Linked DNA regions of Mus musculus: all the other regions are linked to region 2. Evidence: chromatin contacts called from public HiChIP or PLAC-seq data. All regions are on one chromosome and are shown on one strand. Each heading gives the region's core, a stretch centred on a gene start, on an enhancer-like site or on the middle of the called end of the contact. The rest is flanking DNA. Distances are from core to core; before and after follow the strand shown.

Region 1 (4,210 bases), core at 62-2,561, 280 kb after region 2:
GGACTTGATGCAATTTTAGGGATGAGGAGCAGGCTGCTTCTGCTTCCCTTTCGCTTCCTGTCAGCCCCATGATTTCGGGCCTTTTTTAAAAAGCTACAAATAGGCCTGACCTATCTGACAAATTTCAAAGTCAACTTTCTTACAGTTTGCCACTTCCCAGACAGAAGTTAAACTTCACATTCTCCCTGACTCCAGACAGCAGAGCATTTCCTTATTAAACCTTTTAACAAGGTTTCCAACCAAGATCTAGTGCTGCTGCAGGGAGGGATGGAATTGGAAGATTCTGGAATGGGAGACGTATTCTCCCCCCAAACCCCCCTCCACGGGTCATTTCTACCTTGCTTAATGTACTAGAAGTCATTCGGAAGTCATTTGAACCTGAAACAATGTCTGCAAAATAAGTCTGTGTTTAGTATTTCACTGAGTTTTTTTTTGGGGGGGGCGGGGTAAAACCCCTTCCCTTTCCTCCCCTGTGGTCAACATCACACTTCCGGTGTACAGTCTGCAATGTCTGCTCTCTCAGCTTCTCTTGCAGCCCAGCATGACGGATTACCAATGGCAAGGAAAGGGCTCTAAGAAGCCTGATGGGCTTACTCATTGCTTTTCTTACTGTTGTGGCAGAAGACTCTCTCTCTCTCTCTCTCTCTCTCTCTCTCTCTCTCTCTCTCTCTCTCTCTCTCTCTCTTTTGGGGGGTTGGGTTTTTTTGAGACAGGGTTTCTCAGTATAGCCCTGGCTGTCCTTGGAACTCACTATGTAGACCAGGCTGGCCTCGAACTCAGAAATCTGCCTGCCTCTGCCTCCCAAGTGATGGGATTAAAGGTGTGCGCCACCACCGCCCAGCTGTGGCAGAAGATTCTTAAGGAACAGTTTGAGGGTACAGATTATCAAGAAAGGATGGCGTGGTGGCGGGAGCTCAAGGCAGCTGGATATGCTGTATCCACAGTGAAAAAGCCGAGAGAGGTAATGGTTGCTTTTAAGTTTGCTCTTTTTCCCCCAGGTTTCATTCAGTCTGGGATCCAAGCCCAAGGGATGGTATTACACACATTCAGGGTAGGTTTTCCCTCCTCAGTTAAACTTCTCTGGAAGTATCCACCCAGGCACACCCAGAGGTATATATTCCAGGTAATTCTAAACCCAGTCAAGTTGACACTGAAGAGTGATCACTTGTGTTGGTTTGAATAGGGATGGTCCTCAGAGACTCATGTGTGTGAATGCTTGGACCACAAGAAATGTCACTATTAGGAGACGTGGCCTCGTTGGAGTGGGTGTGGCTTCGTTGGAGGAAGTGCATCACTGCGGAGGCAGGGCTTTGAGGTTTTATAAGCTCAAGTCTGGCCAGTGTGTCCCCCTGCTGCCCGTGGACCAAAATGTAGAACTCTCAGCTCCTTCTCCAGCACTGTCTGCCTGCACACTGCCATGCTTCCTGCCCTGATGATAGTGGACTGAACCTCTGAATCTACAAACCAGCCACAGTTAAATATTTTCCTCTATAAGAGTGGCTGTGGTCATTATAGCAATGAGACACCAGCTAAGACATCACTCACTGTAAGGGGGCTCTGGAGAAAGTTCCTTTCTGTATCAAAAGAGGCCTCCCTTCCTGCTTGCTGGACATGTGCCTGCTTGTGATAGTCCTGGGAATATTGTCTTCATCCCCAAATAAGGTACCTTTCCCTGGCAAGCCTGTCCCTGGGCCCATCCTTTGAAATCCATCATTTGCGGGGCTTTACTGTGTGATGTTGTGAAGGATATATATTTTGAAAGATTATATAGCTGGACTCTGTCCCCCTTCCTGGCTCATATGTCCTATGATCCTTGTAATCATGGTTGCTGAAACATGTCTTCTATATGTTGGTTAAATGCCTGGTAGTTGGGAGCCCCTGGGCACTGCTGTGTGGGGCTGGTTGATGGGAAATGCCCTGTGGAGTACTTGTACTTGTGCTCTGTACCAGCATTACACCAGACTTGTGACTGGTTTCTCTGACTTCTAGTTCTTCATCCTGACCCAGGCTTCCAAGTTCCTCTTCTAACACCGCTTTTACGTTATTGAGAAGCTACTGAGCAACCCCCCCCCCCCCCGTTCAATTCCAGTCACTTACATCCTGTCATCCGCAATGGCTTTACCTTTCCATGGACCTCCCTGCGATCCAGACATCATTTATTTTTTATTTTAGATTGTCCACCTCTTTCCTTCCCTCCAATTTAAATCCTGTTCATCTGTTCATGGCCCTGCCCAAACGCTATCTTCCTTTCCTCCCACTGGGCATCAATAGGATTTGATGGTGATTTTTTAAAAATGTGATTTATTGTGTAGTTTTACTACCTGTCATTTCACACACTTAGTTTCTTTCTCTCTCCAGAATTACCTTTGAATAGAATCTGAAGACAAAGTCTGTGTCATAATTATTAGTGTACTGTGCAGCGCTGATGACAGTGCTCTGTAGAGCCGACACTCAAAAAAAATTTTTTTTGCAGAGTGACTAATAGACATTTCCCAATTTGGCAGCGTGTGGCAGGGAATGGAGATGAATGTAAAGCTGCAATTTAAATGACGAGAGGGGATCTTGTCAGCAGGGGAGAGAGGGGGGAAAAACATTTAACGGATGCAAATAGTCTGGTCAAGAAGACACAGTAGAAGCAGGAAATATACAATACTTTGTGTGAAGTTGTCTTCAACAGAACAGAGATAGAGAAAAATCCCATCAGCTGGATAGGGACTGTAGGGACGAGCCCCAAGACACTGGACAGTCTGTGATCTTCAAAAGTTTCCGTTTCTTGAAGGGCACCCGTAGCCAGTGACTTCAGCTGCAATGTCTCAAAGGACTCAAGAGTAGGAAGATATGGGGGTGACCTTTGGACACAGCATTCCATGTACATAAGAACTCTCACTCTTTTTAACTCTCTCCCAAGGCTCACAGCTCACAGCTCACAGGAAAGGTTTCCTCGGGAATGTGAAGGGGTCATAAGAGAGCACCCTTGGCCAGGAGACCGGCACACTGAAATTGTCCTAGACACAAGCTTCCTGCGTCCCTCTCTGTGAAGCCATCTCTTCCCTCCGTCTCTGGGACTCCCCAGCTTTCATGACTCTGTTTTCAATGGATTGCCCTTCCTCCCTCTCCCGTTTTGAGATTTCCTCCTCCTCTTCCTGGCTTTTGAACATCAGAGGGTTTTACACCTTCACCCCCAGGGCTCCTCTTGCCTAGCTTTTCTTTTGCTGCTGTGATGTCGTCTAATGTAGTCCAGATAGGCCTCAAGCTGGCTGAGGCCAAGGGCGAGGCTGAAGTCCTGATCCTCCAGTTCACACATCGGAGGTGTCTGGGATTCCATTACAGATCTGTGTGTCTCTACCCATCCACTGGATGATGGTGCTGGGGACCGAACCCTCGGCCTCCTGTATGCCAGGTAGGAGCTCTATACACTGAGCTACATCAGCAGCAGGCGTCTGCTTGTTCATCTTTGCACTCAGGCCCTGGTGGAACTTTTTAATCCGGATCCAGATCTTGCCATATCTTTTTGTGTTGATAATGACGAATTTTACATCTCCACTCCGAATTTCTCCTTTGCACCTCGAGATATACGCCATCTACACTACATCGATGTTCGCATGGGGGACCATAATCACTCCTAACTTGACATTCAAAATTGAGCTTTGATCCCTTTCCCCAACACTGTTATCCCTCCTCCTTCGCAGGCATTCCGTACAATTTCTAAAAAGTTCTCTTTCACTTATCGGTGGTCAGACCAAGCTCTGTGGCTCATCCTTGGCTGCATTCTCCCACCCACCATGCAAGCCATGGATAGATTCAGCCTGCCCTGCACTGACACACATTGTTGTTGTGTGTAATTTTTTTAAAAAGCACACTACCTCCTTTCCCGAGAGCTGCACCCCTGGAGCTGCTGCCTGCCCCGACTCCTGCCCTTCCCGGCTTCCTTGTGTTCCTCCTGGCTCAGCTCCTCTGAGCCTCCATCACGGACCAGGCTTCTCTTTCTACCCACCTTTGTTCCGCAGATGAGAAACATTCAGACGGCTTTATTACTTTAGAATTTGCCTACAAACATAATTGTTGGGCATAGAATCTCCTGCCCTCAATTTACCAGTTAGCCTGGATTAGCCAGCTCCTGCCAACCTCCTTGGCCATCCACCCGTGGCAGAGGTCTCTGGTTCTATCTTCCCCAAGATCTTTTTTTTAATTGGATATTTTCTTTATTTAC
Region 2 (4,021 bases), core at 350-2,849:
GACTTTATATTGATGTCTTGCCTTGATACCTAGCCTCTGTGGTCCATGTTTGTCCTACCTTGAGTCTAAGCTTCCTGTAAAGGGCGCCATGAATTCCCTCAGCCTGACACAATGCCGAGTTCTGGGTAGGCATTTGATTGAGTCTGTTTCCTTTGGAGGAAACCCAGTAACATATGGGAGGGAATTTGTTTGTATACACATTCTTTTTAAATATACATTGATCATCTTTCTCCTTGAGCTAGTTTCATTTCCTGGGGAAAGGAGAGGTAGATAGAGAAATACCCACCAATCTTTGCACACTTGACACACAGGAATGCCTGTGGACATACTAGCCTGGTCAGGCCAAGGAGGCCCATTAACCCTGCAGAGGAAGTTTCTATCCGTCTTGCCTGGGTCTCCTTACCAATTATCTCTTCAGATTTGGGATGTTTTTGACAAGTGTTTTGACAAGAACACTGTTTCCCCAAGCTGAGCCTACCAGACTGTCACACGAAGAATTGGAGGTGAAGGAACACTTGCCTATAAATAGTCCCCCATGGGATGGCTTGGCTTCCCTTGTCCTGTGGATTCAGATCAGCCATTCGTGTGTGCAGCTGTCCGAGTTTCAGTCTTGCTAGAAGCCGGGGGGTGGGCCCAAGCTGCAGCTTCACGCTGTTAATAGAAAGGTGGTTGCGATTAAGTCTTGCCGTCCTCATGGTCTGTATGGGGTACCACTTTGAGACCCCCATCTGGTCTCATTTTCAGGGTTCAATTAACAAGGGTAGACAGATGTTTGGTTTCAGTTTCATGAGTTTACATTTCTACAGTGTTTCCTGCATGTTAAATAATCCAGCTCTCTCACCAGCCCCATTTTACAGATGGAAACATGGAGGCCTAGCATTGTTGAGTGATTGGACAAAGTTACAAATGGGCAGTGCAGGGATTTGAACTTGGAACAATGTCAGAGGCTGGATTCATAACTCTCTGCTGTGGGGACATTGCAGTCCGTGCCTCAGCTTCCAGGCTCCTCCTTTGGGGGCTCTTAGCCAGGGGATGGTGTGTTGGGAGGGAGCCAGCCAGCCAGCCAGCCAGCCGACCCTCTGATTGAGGGAACCCCTGACCTGACCCAGGATTAACCACTCCCCATACTTGGTCTCTAATAGTTCCCTCCCACAGCAGGAGGCTCTGAGGGGTGAGGCTGTCTCCCTCCCACCCTACTCTCTAGGGACAGTAGGTAATTCCCTTCATACTGTCTCTTGTGTCCATGTGCAAATTCTTGGATATAGCTTTTGAAATGACTTGGAGATGGCCCCAACACTCCCCCCAACACCCCCAAATAGAATCATGCCCAGATGATCCCCAGATCTTTTTATTCCAAAGAACCTCCCATTCCTCTTGCCACACTTCTCCCCAGAACCGTTAGGGAAGATGAACACTGAGAGACACAAGCTTGGCTTCTAAGCCTCTTCCTGGAGGTATTAATGGACACCAGAGAAGCGAACCCCGACCTGCTGCCGACAGCGGGAGGAGGAGGAAAAAAAGGGCTCGCATCACCCACAGCCTGACTCATCAGTTTCGCAGTGATCAAGAGGCGAAGGCATTTTGACATGTGCCAGGCACCGTAGTATATGCCTGGCTGGATCTGAGGCAGGCAACCGGCAGCCGGTTGCTGTTTTTATCACCACCAGTAAGAACCTGACTTCTTCCGTCTCTGCAAACCTCATGGAGTTTTAATATAATTTTGGTGCCATTTTAAACCTCAGGCTATTTAAATAATATTTTTTTCCCTGCTTGTGAAAGAACTATAAGCTCACGTAGAGAGTTGCAGGGTAGCGGGGGATAAGAGGAAGGCAAAATAAAAATGATCTTTAATTGCGTCATGTAGAGGCAACCACTGTCAGCATTTTAGATTCTTTTTTTACATAGTTGAGGTCAGACTGTATCCAGTTTTGAATCCTCCTTTCCTTCAGCTAATGAGGGAAGAGGCTTATATTCAAATGCTGCTGCAAACCCTTTGTAAACAGTATTTTTAAATAGCTCTATCATGGTGTTATATGGGAACACAATTTTGAACTTGAGCCGAGATACTGGATCACTCTATAAAAAGTCTTTAAACACACACACACACACACACACACACACACACACACACACACACCCGTTCCAAAGAAGACAGTACTGTCTCCAAAGGTAAGATTTCAATGATGAGCCATGAGAAACCTAGAGATTTTGTGGTTGCTAGCACCCTTATTACCCCACTTCTGCCTTTGTAAAATGGTAGGGAAGGGGAGGAAATGTGGAGCTCAAAGGTCCTGCCCTACCAACTTCTCCGCAGGTGTTTTGGGATCCTGTAGCAAGTCGCACCCCACCTCCCCCATCATCTTTCCATTTTGCCCCCTTTCTGAATATGGTTCTATGTGATCATTTTTTTTAAAGTTGTCAGTATCTCTACTGAAATCAGCTGAAAGTGTGCCGACTCTGAACTCAGTGTTTGAAAATCCACATGGCACGTGTCACATGGGGTATACCATCCTAGGAACACATGCCATATCGCTTCTCCAACTGTGGTGGAGTCTGTCGTGTGCTTTGGACTCCTTTGAGCTGACTCTGTTGCCTGTAAGAATATTCTCTCCTAATCTCAAGGGCAAACTGGGAGATTTTTGAGCGTTTCCAGGTGGTAAAAAATTAAGTAATAAAGGAATATGCATGAAATGTGAAATTTGTAACTTTATGCATGCCCGTTAACCTTCCTTATAAGCATAAAAGATAAATAAGGAGGGAGCAGGTAAGGACTAATAAAAGCCGGCATTTCTGAGCTCTTACTATGCACCTGCCGTCTGAACCAGCATCAGCATGGGTTAATTCATTTAATCCGTATGAGTCAATACTATGACCATCCCCACTTTATCAATGAGAAATCCCGGGGCTTTAGGGCATTAGGCAGCTGGTTCAAGGTGATTTGAACTGAAACAATCTGTCCCCAGAGCCTGGGCTTTTCTCCTCTGGCAAAACTGCATTTACAGTTTAAATGTAATCTCTGGAGCTTGACAGAGTGCCTGGGATGAGCTGTGGACTTTTCTGCCTGGTGTGAGGGCAACTGGGCAGGTCTCGAGACACCAGTGTCTGAGGTTTCCTGAGAAGGGGCCTTGGTTTATGTGGTTTTTACTTTGTTCCTACTTGGGGACAGTTTTGAGCAGCTGAGGGCTCAGCCCCTCTTCTTGGGACTGCAAGTGGCTCGTGGGGACCTCTGTACAGCCATTAGAGCTCAGGTTTTCCCATGTAGGCTCCTTTTGAAGAACAGTAAACATTCTGAATTCTGAGCTAGCAGTGTTTGAATGGCCCCCTGATAGGAGAGCCAGGGTTTCCCAATTTCCTTGTTGCTGAGGGAGTGTGCTGGCCCAGGAAGCTATGTCATGCATGCATGCAGCAGAAGGGTATTGCTCGCAGGGCTCCATCAGCCCTGGCAGACTGTATTGTTAGGACTCGACTCCATGAAGCAAAGCAAGTCAGTTCGAGAGCTTGCTTCCAGAACTCAAAAACCCACAAGTTCCTGAAGAATCTCTCTAGACCGCTGGCTATTAAGGTGGTCAAGTGAATGGAAGAGAGAGTTTTCAAATAAAATATTTTACTGTACTTCCACAAAATGTAAAAGTGGGGGGGGGGAAGGACCCAAGACAGGCACAGAGCTGGTGGGGAGCGCTGAACAAATTAATGGGCCAAATAGAAACCACAGGAAGTGCCAGGCTTAGAAAAGGGCTCCGTGGTTGGCTGTGTAGAATGTCATATGAAACTTATTTCAGACTCACTCCATTACACCCCAGCTTGTGAGTCTGGGGACTCCCTGACTCGGCACAGTTAGCTCCAAGTAACATGCAGGTCTAGAACTCAGAATTGAGCCCCGTGCTTCTCTAACTGACTATCATGAAGAGTAGACAGAGCTTCCCCTCCTTCTTCCTGTTTTCTCTTTAGTATTCCTAACTCCAAAGGCCCACTACACTTTTTTTTTTTTAAAGATTCTTTTGAGTCAGGGTTTCTCTATATA
Region 3 (4,144 bases), core at 375-2,874, 310 kb after region 2:
GTTTTCTCCTTCATCCCTTCGGTAGCAGATGTTTTGTGATGCAATTAGCCAGGGCTTATGTAGGACAGACATTTCTGTGACCTCATCATGGCACTGGCAGGTGATTGGCAGCACTGATTCAGCTGCTCTATGGGGCTGATAGGCAAGTGGCTTCTGTCGGTCTTCCCACTGCCATCCCCAGAACATGGGTTTTATTATTTTAGCCGTGACAGCTGTTATCTTTCGGTGGCAACGTGGCTAGCATGGTGGCAGGCATTATACTCACACAGGAAGAGGACCAGAACAGACAGGCACTGGTTTGGAACCACTCAAGAGAGAGTGGAAACAGGGCAAACATAGTGTGGCCAAGATGGCGAGTGGCAGTTCTGAGATGTAATTGGGAGGTAGTACTGACTGGGTCTGAGGTGGGCAATGGTGAGGGCTCCAGCTTCCAGTCTGGATAGGTGGAGGTATACGAAAACACCAGAGGTAAGGGGAAAGACTTTGATGTTTTCAGCCTAAGGCTATGCATGGCAGAGATGTTATACAGAAATTAGAAGTATGGAGTTGAGTAACTGCACACCACTTTAATCCCCAAATTCAGTAAGCAGAGGCAGGGGCATCTCTGTGAGTTCCAGGCTGGGAACCAGTCAGCCTGGTCTACACATTGAGTTCCAGGATAGCCGGGGCTACATTGACCCTGGAGAAAAGAGATGAGTGCTAATGATGAATTTATGTTTGGGTATCTGTCACACAGGCTGCTGCCGAATGCAAGGAGAGCTGGTGTAGAAAGCATATGCGGGGGTGGGGGCGGGGGTAGGGTGGGGGCTGGAGGGGCAGCTCACTTTGAAAAGGACGCTTCATGCAAGCAGGAGGACCTGAGTTTGGATCCCCAGAACCCACCCAGAAGCTGGACATGGCATCACACTTCTGTGACCCCAATGCAGGGACAGAGAGCCCTGGAGCCCAGGGGATGGCCAGTCTAGCCCAATTGCCCCAGCTTCAGTGAGGGAACTTGTCTCAAAAATAAAAATAAGTCAGTAAGTACGTGGGAGGCAGAGGCAGACAGATCTCTAAGTTCGAGGCTAGTCTGATCTATGAAGTGAGTTCCAGGACAGCCAGGGCTACATAGAGAAACCCTGTCTCAAAAAAAATCATGATGATGATGATGGTGGTGGTGGTGGTGGTGATGACAAAGATGATGGAGGGAAAGGAGGAGGAGGAGAAGAAGATAAAGATGGAGAATGATATCTAATATTTATCTCTGGCATCTCCTCTCTCTCTCTCTCTCTCTCTCTCTCTCTCTCTCTCTCTCTCTCTCACACACACACACACACACACACACACACACACACACACACACACACTGTAATGGAGTTGAGAGAGTCACAGAACCCTGAAGAGGGATGGAGAGGTAGGAGACCCAGAAAGGAAGCTCCCTGTGAGGGGACAAACAAGATCTCAAGGGGCAAGAAGAAGCCAGCAGCATCAACTGATTTAGAAATCAAAGTACATAGTTTGTGAAACACCGTACCCACTCAAGCAGTGAGGTGACTGATGATCTCATTGGGATCAGTTCATGGGTGGAGACACCATTTTAGTTTATAGTGGCTCGAAGTGTCTTAGGAAATAAGGAAGTGAAAATGTTCTAGAGATGTGTTGCAGGGCGGGGTGCTTATGTGACCCAGCTCTGGTCCAAGGTCACAGGTTGGTTTTGGGGAGGGACTTCCTTCTCTCTCTGTAATAAGTACAGAGAGAGCAGCAGCTGCAATTATGTGTTTGGGTGAGCTAGGATGCACAACCTAGATCTGGGGTGACCATCTCGTAGCCAGGCTGGGCAAACATTGCCATGGCGTGGCCAGGTTGGGAAACACTGCTGCTATGAGGCCAGTGGAGAAAAGGATGGATACAGATGAGCTTGGCCCTCGCCTCAGTGAAATAGGGCTTCACCAGGTCTGAAGGTTCAACGTGGGGAGAAGCACAGATCCCCACGCTTACTCCATGTTGACTCTAAGAGGAACGGCTGTACTGACAACAGCTCACAAGCTGTCCACAGTCAACCTGCTGCTGCTGTCTCTCTCATCCCTGGGAACTCCCCAGGACATAAAACACACCTGGACAAAAACTCTGCCAGATCCATGACTTCATCTTGGGAAACAGGCTGAGATCACTTTTGGTAGTAAACACAGACACAGTTCTTGGAGTTTAAAATGGCCAAGCCTTGAGGGCGTGATGGTCCAAGCTTTCGATCCCAGCATTTTAGAGAGTGAGCAGTGTGAGTTTGAGGCCAACCTGGTCTACAGAGTAGGTTCCAGGCCAACCAGAACCACATAATGGGACTCTGTCTCAATAAAATAAAATAGCCCAAGGTGAATAAAACAAACAAACAAACAAGCAAACAGACAAACCCAGAAAACCCATGGACCTGATATTGCATCTAATCTCCCAACTACCACCAGGTCTATGTCCAGCTCACGGATGAGGTAGAGGGACCAATGGCTGACTTCTCAGCTTGGCAGCATGTTCTTCTCTTCTTGCTTTCCAATTCTTCCCTGATGAGTCTGCTTGGTCGGGGATTTGGGGTGGTAAAGGACAAGCAATGGGCTAACATGGGAACTCCTGTTGCTGGCCTCAGCTTACTAATCTCCACAGACAAAAGAGCTGGCTTCTCACGGTGCCCCTGGGAGACTCCTATTCCACTGTCACTTTAGGAGATTCTTCCTTGCAGTCTTTTGACTGGGTTAAGGTGTTACACATATCCTGGGGGCTCATCCCTAAGCCTCATGGAGATGCCCTGTCCTTTGGCTTCCTGCTACTGGGATCCCCCTACCCTACCCTCATATACCCATTGAGTGTACATCCCAACTCAACCCCCAAGACGTTTCTCCTATGTGGTCCACATCTGTCCAGAAGAAAACACTAGACATTCCAGAGACTGTCCCACACACCTTCTTTCTGCCAGGTCCATGATTGTACAAGTGGCTTGAATTCTCACCTGCTAGTCCAGGGACCCAGACAAAATACTGATTTGGTCCCGACAGGGGTGGGGGTGGGGGGACTAGGGCAGCAGGTGCCAGCCAACTTGGCAGAAATCCAAAGGAAAAACAAATTCAAAAATCTTCTCCTTCTTTCCTGTCTCTTGATTCTTTCTTGATCCCGACGAGAATGAGGGGGTTCTAGGACCGAGCTGAGGGCCTCAGTCACACTGTCTAGACTCAGGTTCAGCACCCTCGTTTAGCCACCCCTTCCCTGAGTATTTCTTAGTGGACAAAGCAAACCACAACTGTTTCAGCCAATTACACACAACTGAAGATGTGTTGACCCGATTTACCAGCCAAGTAAGGTGGCTGACCTGCTTCACTACACTGAACGGCTTCTGGAGCCCCCTTGGCATGGTAAGGCTAAGGTTGCTCATTTATAATAGTAAATATGGCAGTCAGCCAACAACAGACTATATAGATTAAACACATACATGATGGGAAGCAATAAAATCACTTAAAAATGACACCATGGAAGGACCTAAGTATAGAAATAGGCAGAAAGCTTATCAGTTTTAAAACAAAGCAATGCATATAGAAAATAAACAAGACAGATGAAAGTCTAGCCATACAGAGAACATACATAACGCACACGCATAGGAGCTAGCATGGCAGGCACAGGTGTAGTGTCTGAGAATGGGTGGGAGGAAATGTGACCTCTGAACATTTCAACCTCAGCTGCGTAGTCCTCTTGCAGCAGAAGAAACCAGCAGCTTTTCCTAGTACTGCTTTGTGTGCTTTGTTTTGTAGGGAAAGTGACAGTGATGGTTTGCTCTAGGGGAAAGACTGGTTCTTTTCTGGTCTGTATTTCCCAGTGTCTCCTAGTCATTTTCTATGGCTTCTAGGAGAAACATGCATAGAGATCTTGCTTTTCCTGTTCCTATTGCCTTCCTATCCCATCCTGAACCATATAGTTCTAAGTTGGTTAGCAGAGGGGCAGAGCCAGGCATGGGGCTGTGGAGAAAGAGTTGGTAGCCTAGAGTGTAGAGCAGGGCTTGAGGATGGCAGTTAAGCAGTGGGGGGGGGGGGGGGGGGGGAAGAAGTGAGCAAGGAGAAGTGTTTCATGGAATGAAAGAAATGAGAGGTCCTAGGCACATAAAACAGGGCAACCTGCCAAGGGTTTTAGA

What was found. HiChIP or PLAC-seq counts read pairs in DNA pulled down with a chosen protein or histone mark.
Region 1: a contact with region 2 is called in an H3K4me3 HiChIP or PLAC-seq map of bone marrow-derived macrophages, with 7 times the contacts expected there. The contact joins two enhancer-like sites. A contact is called at or near these places in 1 of 15 datasets of contacts at CTCF or cohesin (the NIH/3T3 cell line), 1 of 484 Hi-C or Micro-C datasets (bone marrow-derived macrophages), 8 of 115 datasets of contacts at active chromatin or transcription factors (bone marrow-derived macrophages, embryonic basal ganglia, embryonic forebrain and 4 more) and 2 of 9 other capture datasets (bone marrow-derived macrophages and liver).
Region 3: an H3K4me3 HiChIP or PLAC-seq map of bone marrow-derived macrophages shows a contact between it and region 2, with 4 times the contacts expected there. The contact joins two enhancer-like sites. A contact is called at or near these places in 3 of 115 datasets of contacts at active chromatin or transcription factors (bone marrow-derived macrophages, embryonic basal ganglia and microglia).

Annotation. Positions count from the first base shown.
Region 1 is chr10:94,636,557-94,640,766 of GRCm38.p6, reverse strand. No RefSeq gene overlaps it. Among named protein-coding and RNA genes, the nearest start is that of Gm32898, 15 kb to the right of the region's middle. Within about 2 kb of position 1,311, at least 30 of the 459 cell types and tissues checked have an H3K27ac peak or open chromatin away from gene starts, as enhancers often do. A contact at or near this core is called in bone marrow-derived macrophages and microglia, where this site is marked.
Region 2 is chr10:94,917,284-94,921,304 of GRCm38.p6, reverse strand. All of the region lies in intron 2 of Plxnc1 (plexin C1), which reads left to right. Among named protein-coding and RNA genes, the nearest start is that of Plxnc1, 26 kb to the left of the region's middle. Within about 2 kb of position 1,599, at least 108 of the 459 cell types and tissues checked have an H3K27ac peak or open chromatin away from gene starts, as enhancers often do. A contact at or near this core is called in bone marrow-derived macrophages and microglia, where this site is marked.
Region 3 is chr10:94,603,156-94,607,299 of GRCm38.p6, reverse strand. All of the region lies in intron 4 of Gm32898 (a long non-coding RNA gene), which reads left to right. Among named protein-coding and RNA genes, the nearest start is that of Gm32898, 18 kb to the left of the region's middle. Within about 2 kb of position 1,624, at least 49 of the 459 cell types and tissues checked have an H3K27ac peak or open chromatin away from gene starts, as enhancers often do. A contact at or near this core is called in bone marrow-derived macrophages, where this site is marked.